Linked DNA regions of Mus musculus: region 2 is linked to region 1. A link is a contact called in public HiChIP or PLAC-seq data. All regions are on one chromosome and are shown on one strand. The core of a region is the stretch at or near the end of the contact, and the rest is flanking DNA. Distances in the headings are between cores, read along the strand shown. Region 1 holds the start of Rassf9 (Ras association (RalGDS/AF-6) domain family (N-terminal) member 9). Region 2 has its middle 150 kb from the start of Rassf9.

Evidence for each region. HiChIP or PLAC-seq counts read pairs in DNA pulled down with a chosen protein or histone mark.
Region 2: an HNF4G HiChIP or PLAC-seq map of pancreatic cancer cells shows a contact between it and region 1. The contact joins the enhancer-like site here to the promoter of Rassf9 in region 1. A contact is called at or near these places in 6 of 39 promoter capture datasets (3T3-L1-derived adipocytes, embryonic stem cells, liver and 2 more), 1 of 484 Hi-C or Micro-C datasets (epidermal suprabasal cells), 1 of 115 datasets of contacts at active chromatin or transcription factors (pancreatic cancer cells) and 1 of 9 other capture datasets (adipose tissue).

The regions. Positions count from the first base shown.
Region 1 is chr10:102,507,183-102,514,149 of GRCm38.p6, forward strand. Rassf9 (Ras association (RalGDS/AF-6) domain family (N-terminal) member 9) reads left to right here and starts at 5,040. Exons shown (of 2, transcript NM_146240.4): 1 at 5,040-5,402. The coding sequence starts at 5,356.
Region 2 is chr10:102,656,107-102,662,406 of GRCm38.p6, forward strand. No RefSeq gene overlaps it. Among named protein-coding and RNA genes, the nearest start is that of Rassf9, 150 kb to the left of the region's middle. Within about 2 kb of position 3,770, at least 24 of the 459 cell types and tissues checked have an H3K27ac peak or open chromatin away from gene starts, as enhancers often do. A contact at or near this core is called in pancreatic cancer cells, where this site is marked.

The DNA.
Region 1 (6,967 bases), core at 3,790-6,289:
ACACAACCTTTCTGATTCAGCTGAACTATTTTTTATCCACAACTCCGGGTACATACTCGTTGTACACTCTTCTGTAGAAAGTTCTGTTGTGTCCAATGTCATTTTATCAGCCACATTCTGATGGGCTAAAGACCCCCACACTGGCGTTTATGTCTCCTATCAAACAGGCTGGAATTGTTTCTCACCTTCTCTCTTTTGTCCTATTAAGGATACAGTTTTTATTTTTCCCCCTTAATTGAGATTGGTGTTTTTTACAAAATCAGAAGAGCTGATTCATTTTAACAAGCTATCTAGTGTGTTATTTCTTCTCAGATTACCATGTAAGTGGTGACAAATTGGCTCGTAGTCACTTGTGTGTAATCCCAGACTTAGAACTTCAGGTTTGCTGTTCTTTTTAACACAGCCCCCAGGGAAAACTGGCTCCTACGAACACAGATGCTTCTGATAAAAAAAAAAGAAATCAAGCAAGCCAATTTAATTGTTAAAACGTGAAGAGGAAATGACTAGTACAGAGATTATAAAATGTCTGTATAAAATATTTTGAAGAAACACTTCCCCTTAAAGTTGCATTTCGTAAGAAAATTAGAAAACCAAATTTATACTTTCTTCATTTTCCAAAGCAGAAACAGGAGGCTCAGACCAGTTAACCATTACCTATAGTCCCTAAAAGGAAATGTCAGAGTTGTAAAACAGTATCCAGTGTAGTTAGTACACTGCAACTTTAACTTCTGTGCAGCTTAGTGAAGTCATACATGCTAGAGTTAACGAAACTCAATGCTAACAGCCCACAATAAATACAGGGTTACAGAGCTGATTCTCTGAGTGTTTTAAAAGATATAAGCTGGAAACAGGATGGTATTTTTTCATGTTTATTTTAATTGCTATTATATATTTAAGCTATGTAACCGATGAAGAACATCTATGTAAAGCATTTTCTCTAATGGAACAAATGAGAAAATATACCCGTTTTCCATGATAAGAAAATCATGACATCCTTTGGGAAGTTTTTGGAAACAATTGTATTTTCCTACGGCAGGAGTAGTAGTAATCCAGTCATTAAGCAAAAGCTCTGGGTTTAATGCGTGGTTCTGTTGGCCTCCACGTTGTACAGCACTCTCTGGACTTGTTCACCTTACACATTTGCTGCTTTAGATTCTTTAGCAAGCATCTCCCCAATCGTCTCTGTCTCCTGACACTGGTAATGGGAGCTACATTTTCAAAAGCTTAACTTTCTAAGGTACTAGAGGAGGAAGACAATTGAGGTGTTGATGTAAGTGTCATGAATATGTGCCAAGCGCCACTTCCCATTGTATGAGTGTGAAGAGCAGCTCAACTAGTCTCAAAGGTACTTGTCAACAAGGAACTGGACTTCATGATACCAACAGAGCTCAGCTCCACACTTTAAAAATGAACTGTACCAACAATCTGTACATCTATTCCTGCTGATAGCCTACACAAGTAGGGCTTTTCTGTCAAAGTGTTTGTTTGTTTGTTTATTTATTTATTTATTCATTTATTTAACAGTTTTCACCTTTTGGTACCATTCGAATCATATTAAATAATATTCATTTATTTGGGGAAATAGTTATTTTGCCATTAGTAGGATTAATGACATATTTTTTTAAATTTCCAAATGCCAATATAAATATGAAAGGTAAGATATTAGTTACTTCTGTATGATTGTGATCAAGGTCTGACTTAACAATGTAAGAGAGTGAAGATTCACTTTAGCCCATGGTTCAGAGCAAGTTCGGTTCACTGCGGAATGGGCGGAGCACAGGGTGTCCTTGGTCACGGCTCAGCCATAGACCCAAGCACAGAGCACAGATGTAGACTAGGCATGACAGAACCTCTAAGGCTAACTCTAATGAGTGCTTTTTGCCAGGAAGGCCTCCACTTACTAAAGATTCCAAAGCACGTTGCAATCATAACATGGAAAGTATGCATTTTCTATTTGGACTCAACTTTGTTCAGGGAGGGTGGGAGAGAATGAGAGAGAGAGAGAGAGAGAGAGAGAGAGAGAGAGAGAGAGAGAGAGAGGGAGGGAGGGAGAGGGAGAGGGAGAGGGAGAGGGAGAGGGAGAGGGAGAGGAAGAGGAAGAAAAGAGGAAGAGGAAGAGGATACATTAGCCATCATCTACCATCAAAATCATTTGGATTGCTCCTGAAACACAGTTGTTTACAGCATACTTACCTTGTTTTATAATTTTACATCTGTCTCTTCCTCATCAATGAACAGTTCAAGGACACATTGCTTCAGACCCTCTAATAATCCTTAAGAGTGACTGTTAGACAAGTGTTCTATTATATCATGAGAAAGTAAAAAAATCATGATTTGCCTTATTTTCAAGTTTTGGATAACTCTGGGAAAAGAGGTATTTAGGTTAATACCCCATGTCGACATTTTATACACAATATATCATTCACTTAGCTAAAGAACTATCAGTGAGAATTAGCCCTTCTCAGAACTATTATTTTCTTGGAGGAACTCTGATAAATTATATAACTCAAATAAATTTGGCTTCAATGTTGAATATTTTGAAGATTATTGTTGTACATAAATATGTTCATCCACAAAAGTCCATATCTCTTATACTGCACATGTAGAATATGATTTTTCTGACCATGTTATTAGCAGAGGAGAGCATCTGAATATTAAAAACCAGGCAAATATATAAAATCAGAATAAAGTTTCCTTTCCAATTACATATACAATGTCTTCTTGCCAGTGGATCAGACTTTATAAAGCATACATTTGTTGTTGTCTTTTAGGGATAGAGTTAGGTTTGCTACTTTCTTCATATTCCATTAAAGTAATATGCCTCATATTTTGTATTTCTTTCTGCTTTTAATAACTGAGGGATGGTAACATTTTGTGTTGTTCCCCATCATTATTGATACATAATTGACAAATAAAGATGCAACTGCTTAATATATACAAACCTCTCTGTGTTTAACTCTTTGACATGAAAGAGCTTGTTATGAAGAGTATTAATAGGATGTTTTATGTGAGAAATAATAACCTCTTAAAGGTAACTCATTTGTGATAACTTGAAAGCAGCAGAAAGGTTATGCTAGTGAAGATGGAATGTTTCCTCTTCCTCCATTAGAAGTCCTTCCTAACAATATAGTGTACACACATACATATTTATACAAAGAATGCCAATAAAGGTAGAAACCAAAAGGATAGGATACACAAAGACATTAATTAGCAAATGAAAACATTTTTACAATTTGTTAAAATTAATATGTAAACAGTACATCTATAGAAACTCAATTTAGAATACCTTAGAGAAACTTCCCTAGTGACAAACCATTATATGTGTTAGCAAGGAAAGGAGACCGAAGTATACCTCAGATTATGTAGTTTTTATTACATAGAAAATGCATGCATATAAAAATACTAAGCATGAAAAATGCACATTTTTTCTCATGAAGTTATACAGAAAGAAAAACAAAATATGCAATTGGCACCTGTATTATTGAAAACGCTTTTTCTAGAGTTAAAAATGGTTAGATATTCTTAAACAGTTCTATATAACAGTTCAGTTATATAAAATATAATTAAATTGTAACACTGCATTTATACTTTCCAAATTTATAATGGTTCACGGGCACATGCATATCTTAGATAAGATTATAAAGAAAAATATAATTTTAGTTAAATAAAAACATATGCATATATATCCTACAAATGAAGTTGTGATTACATAATGAAAATGGGTCTTCCTATCACTTTGAAATCCTGAACATTGAAGTGTGTACAAGAATAAAACGACTCCTTCCAACCATGTCTTGCTTGCTGATGCTGCTGTCCAGACGGGATTTCCATAGAAAACAGTGTCCATCTGTGTGCTTTGCTGGGACTCAAGACATCAGCCTGAAAAGGGAAATTGTAAGGCCGGCAAGCCCATTTTTCCCTCCCTCCTCCCTCCCTCCCAACCCCACAGGCATGTGATTAGGAACTGGGTTGTGTTTTAGGGAGTCATTGCTGGTGTGTGTGTGGGGGGGTGGGGGGTGATAGCAGATTCTTCAAAATAAGGCTCAGAGTAAATCCTCCAGGAACTTTCCCCTGGACACTTATCCTCCTATAGCTCCTGTGTCTGTCTGTCTGTCTCGTCCAGGTCATAGGTTAAAGTTTTACATACCAGCAGACACACACACACACACACACACACACACACACACACGCACACACACACACACATTTTATAGCTCCTGTGTCTGTCTGTCTGTCTCGTCCAGGTCATAGGTTAAAGTTTTACATACCAGCAGACACACACACACACACACACACACACACACACACACGCACACACACACACACATTTTGATAGTATACCAATTTTAGTTCCATAGACTCCTTCTACTGTTCAGTAGTTAAAGGTGGTGATGGCAAGCAGCTCACTTTTCCTAGGGCACTCCCAAGGTCCCTGAGACACAGCATGTGGTCTCCAAAGGCTGACGGATGCCAGCACCTTAGGAAGCCAGCTATATCATTGGGCAGTGATCAGTTAACCCAGCAGCCCTTGGTCCTTCACGGTTTCCCCACCCTTTTTTGTTTTTTAATGGAGAGCCAGGGAACCTGCTTTCTTAGTTGCTGCACTGCTCAACTGGCCTTACCACGCTTGCATTCAGGGAAGGGGAGGGTTTTTATTTTGTGTGTATGGAGTAGGTAGGGGAAGCGTTCCTCCTGCTCATTCCTGTTTGCCAAGATCAGATTACTTTTCACTGACTGGAGCTGGCTGGCAGGAGGCCGCAGGGGGGAGGGGGGTAGCTTTAAATCTTTTATGTGTGTACACCTTGTGTGGCTGGGTGTGGAAAGCAGGAAAGGGGGGGGGGGGTTCCAAGTCGAGTGCAATTCCCATTCCATGGCTATTACCATGCCTGTAGGGTTGGCAGGTCTTAGAGTTTAGCTAGTTGGCAAATAGCTACAACACACAATAGAGGCTCTCCCCTCCTTCCTTCCCTCCCTTCCTCTCTCTTTCCCTTCCTCCCTCCTCTCCACCCTTCCTCCCTCTCTGACTCTCCCTCTTCCTCTCTCCCTCTCTCTCCTCCCTCTCCTCTATCTTTTGAGCTTCCAAACACACACCTTCTTCCAGGCTGAAGCTGGGCTGGTCTCCCTAGGCACAGCAGCCACAACAATCCCGCAGTTCAAAGTTAGGCAGCAATTGCACAACTTCCAGCAACTCTCTCAGCCAGCTGCTAATGAGCTTGAAAGCAAGGAACATCTGAGGAGTTGAAAAGGAAGCCTCCAGCCTTCCTCCTTTCACCAGAGAGACCCAGACACCCCTCCCAGGGCCCAGATTACTTTGAGATAAGGACTGTGTTATTTGCTTGCCTTGCCGGACAGACCATGGCTCCCTTTGGAAGAAACTTACTGAAGACACGACATAAAAACAGGTAAAAAAAAAAAAAAAATGAGTGCGTGTGTGTGTGTGTGTGTGTGTGTGTGTGTGTGTGTGTGTGTGTGTGTTGGATTCAGTTCCCTAAGCCTTTGGTTCTGATGAGAACTGTTTGGCGAGTCGGTCGGGATCTAGAATGAAGACCCAGCTAGCTCTTCAGACCATAGGTCCTGTATTGACGATGGACGTATCCCGAACAAGGATCATGGGAAATCATGACTGATTTTTAACTCTCTTTTCCCTTTATGGCAGTCTGAGTACACTAACTAACACTAACATTTTCTCTTTACTTTGTCTTGAACTTTTGGGGAGAGAAGAATCACAAGATCTGGTTTAGTTTAAGCGTTGCATTAGAATATCTCTTTTTGAAAAAGCTTAAGAGTTTGGGAAAGATACAACTAGGATTTCTAATCACTTATTGAAAGGAAAAATTAAAAAAAAAAAGTACAACTGCTGATACAATCTGGAAACAATGCTTTGGTCCCCTCTAAGAGTGGAGCATTTCTAAAATCTGGAAAGTTCCCAATTGCGAACATTCCCAGAAGGAGCTCTTAATGGACTGTGTGTCTTTGAGAACTTTAGGTGGCTTAGGCGTTCAAAGAGGAGACAAGCAGCTATGTGCTTCACTTTATTATTGCCACTATACTTAGAGTTAATGCATGTACTCTGCATACTGAGAGAGAGAGAGAGATTGGAAGGGGGGATTTGGAATAATGGGATAATATCTATATATTTCACTACCATAACTAATTTACTTATACTCAAATATTACATTTTATGCAAACAATGAAATGATTATTTGAGACAGGATTTATTTTTTTAATATATCTGTTTTGGCAGATATAATAAAATGGGCTTTCCAGCCATTCTTCTCTCCTCTTCATTATGCCTGTTTGCGCTTGTCATCTTCTGCTTAGTGTAAATTTAAATGGATACAATTACAAGGTAGGAAATGATATAATTATTTTAAAGTGTCTGCCTGATAATACAGGAATACGACTTTAACGTGATTCTGCGCGCCTCTGTTTTGTACACGAATATCTACTTGATTTAGTTGATTGAATTTCTTTAAGAAACTACAAAAGCTATAGTATATACTGTGAAGCCGTCTTAATCACTTGTATGTGTTACTTGTGTGACAAATATGATAAATATTGTATTTTTTAAATCAGGATGCTTTATTACATGTTACGAGACAATGGTTTCAGTTCATTTTAATAGCTTGTGATAACCATTACAACTAGCTTCATGTATTAGTAGTGACAAGGTCTTTAATAATATTCCAGATAAACCAACTCCAGCTTCCCTGCCTCAATTCAGCTGTGGATTCTAGTTGGGTTACTACTGTAGCATTTTCATATTTCTTTAAACACTATGAAATTGTGTAAAAAGTATTTTGGGTTTATTGTTTTTTTTTTCTTTTTTTTTTTAACAAATTGTGCTTCTGCAACCAAATCCTGTCTTCGGAATTGTTGGTTGTGAAGAGTGCTTCACCAGTTTATGGATTTCATCACTTGTGTACCAAGAAGAGAGCACTAAAACCTTTGAATGCACCCCTGAATG
Region 2 (6,300 bases), core at 2,520-5,019, 150 kb after region 1:
AAAAGAGATGGATGGCCTCTGATGTATGATGAGTGACATCTTTTCAACTTCATGACTCCTTGAAAGTGATACACATTTTACCTTACCACACCTCAAATTGTCAATGAGAGCAGGGACACCGCAGGCAATGTCACAGTCTGATACTCACCCCAGCCAACCAAGGGCTTCAGATGGTAAGTAATTCTGTACTGTGTTAGTGGGTATTGTGCACTATAAATTGTGTAAAATAAATTCATTTTCTTCTTGATATTCCCAACTTTCAATGAGCTTGTCAAGACATTAATAATACTGTAACTTAACACCAACAGCAGCAGATTCTGTTATGATTTAGAATTTAGAGTACAATAAACAAATATAAAGTGAATTGATGATAAAAATCTAGACTGAATGCATTTAATAATTGATGAGGAAAGGATCAAGCGATAAAATTGAATGGACTGGTCTTGTTATATTCTGTTTATAAATAAAATAAAATTAATTGAAGATTCAGCTGCTCTGATCATTTTAGACAGGACTGACATTTTTTCTCTAGTGACAATTTTCCCACATTGAATTTTTCATGAATCACCTGAAATTAGCAATTGCTATATAATATGTGTATATATATATATAATGTTTTCATGTGCATTTCATGAAAATGTGAACATATTTGGAGTCAATTTGCAATACCTAAACACAAAATGACCCAAATTAAGTACAGTACAATACTTGTAGTCAGAATATGTATGAAATTCTTAATTCTACTCATGTTTGTTTCTAATGGAATTGAACTATCTGCTTTCCCCTCCTGACTCCCAAATCTGTTTTGTTTCATAAAGGCTGAGTATGCCTGTGTACTAATGTTCTTCATCCAGCTGAGTAAATATTTTCAACAGTAAGGGCTAGTTTTGCAAATATAAATATACTTTGTAGTTACATTAAAAAAATAATCAGAGGAACACCCTACTGCCAGTTTTCCTAGCTGCAGAAACTTCTAACCCAGTTCTGTTTGCTTCATGACTGATCTGAAATAAAAGTCACCACACAATGTCCTTGCAAACTTCTAGTGCATTACCACTGCCCCAGTGTATTAAAATGTCATGAGCAGATGCATTGTGTGAAAAATAAGAGGACAAAGTAAATAATTTTTATAAGAGTCAAAAGTTAGATCCAGTTAGGTGGGGACATGCTGAAGTTTTACAAGTCTGGGCTATTTTAATAATATTTGTGAATCCTAATAGTAAGAACCACTTTTTAATCTGCAGGTCTGCTCACATCCCACTTAGGGATAGACTATCTTTTTTTAATTGAAAAGTAAATTTAATGTTCAGTGGGTAAGAACTGTAATTTGGCTGGCCATCACATTCAGTAAATCTCTAAAGCTTGGCTTATATGGAATTTTCACTAAAGAGCTTCATTCCGCTTAGCTTTGCTTGTTAACTCCACCCATGTACCAATCAAATTAAAAATGGCCTACTTTTCATCCTCATTCAGTTCTGTAGACTCGAAGACATCTCCAGCCCTCTACTCCCCTCTCCCCCTGCTCACCAACCCACCCACTCCTGCTTCATTGCCCTGGCATTCCCCTATACTGGGGCATAGAACCTTCACAGGACCAAGGGCCTCTCCTCCCATTGATGACTGACTAGGCCATCCTCTGCTACATATGAAGCTAGAGCCATGTCTTTTCTTTAGTTGGTGGTTTAGTCCCAGGGAGCTCTAGGGGTACTGGTTAGTTCATATTGTTGTTCCTCCTATGGGGCTGTAAACCCCTTTAGCTCCTTGGGTCCGTTCTCTAGCTCCTTCATTGGGTACCCTGTGCTCAGTCCAGCGGTTGGCTGTAAGCATCCACTTCTGTATTTGTCAGACACTGGCAGAGCCTCTCAGGAGACAGCTATATCAGGCTCCTGTCAGCTATATCAGGTTTCTGTCAGCAAACTCTTTTTGGCATCCACAATAGTGTCTGGATTTGGTGGTTGTATATGAGATAGATCACCAAGTGGGGCAGTCTTACCCTAAATATGTTTTAAACTAATTGTTTAAAAAGCTTTTATCTTTACAGAAATGTTCATTCTAGTCATTTATTATAGTCTTCATATAACATAATATGAATGAAATTGGCCAAACCTTTCAAGAGAACACCGATATTTTTTTTTCCCAAACTTTCCCCTGGGGAGAGAGGAGAGATTTTTCAAGATTTAATATAATGTTCATGAGAAAGTATGTGTTGGTTTCCAAGTCTGTCAGTGTTGAAAAATACTAGTAGAAACTTTAGTTATCTGTTGCAGGTTATGATATCCCAAGATGGGAAAAAATATTCACTTTTGTATTAGTTTTGCCATATCTCTGTTTGGTGATTCAAGCCAAGTCTTAGATTTAGAACAATTTTATATCATGAGTATTGAATTTTGACCATCAAAGTCAGTTCAAATACAGATGAACTAAAGGCCTGGGGCTGTTCTCAAGTCTACAGTACTGACTCGGGATGAAAAGAAGACCATATTCAATTTGATTGGTACATGGGTGTACAAGCAGAGCTAACCTGAATGAAGCACTCTAGTGAAAAGTCTACGTGAACCAAGCTTTAGAGATTTAGTTGAAGAACAAAAGGTCTCATTTAAAGGAGAGGCTATGACACAGATGGTAGCAACTTGGCTTTTAAAATTAATCTCTTATTATAGGAAGGAGTCAAATAGAAATAATTTCCAGGAAAAGTCTTGTTGGGCAAGGTGACTTGGACTGTGTGAGTGATACAATTGGTATCACAGCCTTCAGGATTCCCATGGAGCCTGTCCTGATCTGTGTGAAACAGTTGCAACAGGATAGAAACACAAACAGACCGATGTGGTCCCTGGTGTCTATGCACTTCTATTTGTTCCAAAGCTCTTTAAATTTTATTGACATTATAAAACACCAAAAGCAAACTCACTTAGTTCATTTTTAACTTAAAAAGAAGCTGGGGGTGGATAATTTGAGCGCCTCCATTTCAATAAGAAGTTGTAAATCAATCGAGTACTTAAAACATAAAAGGAGCTTATTTCATTATAGAAGGTCTTTTCATTTTGTAGTTCTGTAGATGAAAGGCCTTTACAGAAACTGGGGAGAATATGATCATCTAGCCTCTGACATAAAAATCATGCATTTAATTCTTTCATAGGGTATTAAAATGTACCAATAAAATTGGGTGGTTTTTTGACTACCTTATAAGCAGTAGGGTTGTATGTGGGAGTAATTTAAAAGTTTTCCTTAAGCAGCCATCAGGATACTTAAAAGTAATAAAAGAATAGGTTTCTTTCAGTGGCAATATATATATACATATATAATAGGAAAGAATGAGTATTGGACTAATCAATGGTAAAGGATGTTCAGCAAGATGCTGGGGCAATTATTTAGTATTACACTCATTTTCCTTGAGTAATTTATGAGCTTAATAATTTGCAGGCAAATTCAATCATGAGGCATTGCCCTTGATAGTTAGACATTGTAACACCACCCATGCACAGTGGATAGGAACTTCACACATAACTTCATTTGCTGCTTTTGATTTATTTTTTTATTTTTTTTATTTTTTTTATTTTTTCATCTTCATGAAAGAATGGAGATCTGGCTTTTGAAAATAAGCTTCCCTTTGAAAAGGAGCCATAGATAGGTGTATACAGGTCAGAGCCTGTTTCCTCAACCACAGAGCTGTGGGTTGATTTTATTTTTCCTTTGATCTGAACAATGTATGTGAAGTAATGGACCCCAGGATCCGGGGAAGTAGAGACTGAACTGTATTGTTGAACCGCGTTCTGAGTCACGCCTAGGAATGTTCTGAGTATACACTACTGAGCTGAAGTATGCACGCACAAAGTATAACCACGAATAAGTTAATGAATGCAGATGTGGGTGGCAGTTTCATGTCAGTGGGCTAGGACTAGAGTGATAAAATGCTTGCTTCAAAACAGTGTTCTTTATAATGAAGATAGTTGTACAAAATGCTACATCAATCTGTATATAGATAATGATAGTGTTAGAAGCCACGAATGGTTTAAGACTAAGCTCTCCAGCAGGCACAGTTCTGAGTACCTCTATATCTCATGCAATTTCATTAATATCTCTTACCATGTACTGTTACCTATTGAAATATTTCTGCCATTAATTAGTGAAAGTTTTAAAGGCAAGTACTATGCTATGCGTTTTCATCTTTCAGTATCTGTCCAGTGCCATCTGTACAAAATATATTATTTGACCTTAAAGTTCCTTTGTGTTAGTAGCACATGAATCAGCTTTCAGAATAAATGACTTGATTGTTGAGTTATTGAGGAACATAATGGTATGTATGATAGGCTGTCTTAGTCAGGGTTTCTATTCCTGCACAAACATCATGACCAAGAAGCAAGTTGGGGAGGAAAGGGTTTATTCGGCTTACACTTCTATGCTGCTGTTCATCACCAAAGGAAGTCAGGACTGGAACTCAAGCAGGGCAGGGAGCAGGAGCTGATGCAGAGTCCCGTTCTTTACTAGCCTGCCTCTCCTGGCTTACTCAGCCTGCTCTCTTATAGAACCCAAGACTACCAGCCCAGAGATGGCACCACCCACAAGGGGCCTTTCCCACTTGATCACTAATTGAGAAAATGCCTTAAAGTTGGATCTCATGGAGGCATTTCCTCAACTGAAGCTCCTTTCTCTGTGATAACTACAGCTGTGTCAAGTTGACACAAAACTAGCCAGTACATAGGCCATTTGCCAATGAGATAACATTTGATTTGATAAGGTTTTCTAAAATATACTAGAGTTTCTCACTTCAGAAATATTCCTACCCACTTTTCTGTTTTGTTTTGTTTCTTTTTTAATTCTTCTAGAACAAAGATTCAGTGTGAAAGGTATTGTGGAGAATTGGAAAAATATGGAAACATCCTTTAGAAGACTGTTTAGTAAGAAACATGTTCACAATAACATAGGAGAACATGGTGGCCAGATTACCAGACTCCAGTAAAAACAGGCATTGCCCTAAATGAGTTCTGTGCAGTACTTTCCATGTTATTCTTGTCTATTTATATAGGACTAGAAATGTGTCAATAGCATTAAATGATTAATACATGAATCCAGTGGACACAGAGTGAGTGGCAACTGCAGTAGGATATCTTTTGGCTAGCCTCCTAGTCTAGTACACATATGTGGTTAATGTGGGTGAGTCACACTTAGGAAAACTTCTTGCAAACACAAAGACACCAGACACAATGCAGTATATTGATGACATGAAATCTAATCAGTAACCTGATCAAATGCCCATGGTACATATAGCAGAATTTTTTTCAAGCTATTTGCTTATTGAAAAAAAGAAAAAAGAGCACTATTGAGATGTGTTTGGGAAGTGGTTCAGTATGCAAATGGAGTGACGTCAAATGAATTGAAACATCATTCCCCTATGTTGGATAGTCACTGCAGATATCTTAGTCCTCTTTTTAATTTAGAAAAAAATTTATATATATATATATATATATATATATATATATATATATATATATATATATATCTGAATTAACTTCTTTGTATTGTACCATTAAGCCATTTACCAAAGCATGGTGTATTTCAGCAAGAAAATTTAAGCTAAAATGAAAACTTTAGTGGGAAATGAGGAACACCAAGCATGTGATTATGAAACAAATGCAGTGCTCTAGACCAAGAAGCAACAGATTCTTCCACACTAACTATAAAAGCCTTAGAAATCACCATGAGACAACAAAAAGCCTTATGCCTAGGTTTGTGTTAAAATTTCAAATTCTGCAGGCTCTAATATGTTTTGCATAGCTGATCTTTATATCTTGCAGAGCACAGTGTATTCATGCTGTAAACTTAGTCCTTTGTTCATATGCTGTACACCCATTTTCCCCCCTGGAACTGCACTTCTTTTCACTGTCTGCCCTATCCATCTCAAATGAATCCTGTGAATATCTAGTATATTTTTTGCCCATGTATCCAAGCTACATACGTTGATTCTTGCTTATCTTACCAGAAGTTGGGAGAAAATAAAAGGAAGAATTTTTGAGGCCAGCATGTGCTATATATTTCATTCAGGATTAGCATAATATATAGAGCAAGAACTTGCTTGTGAAAAAAAAGGGCTGAGAGTGTGTCACAGTGGTGCAATGTGTGTTTAGTCTACACAAAATTCTTAGCTTGATATTTTCATAAATATACTGAATAAGACAATATATAGATGATGGATAGAAAGTGTGTAGATGATGATGATGATAAATTGGTAGGTAGGTAGGTAGATAGATAGATAGATAGATAGATAGATAGATAGATAGATAGATAGATAGAACAGATTTTTTT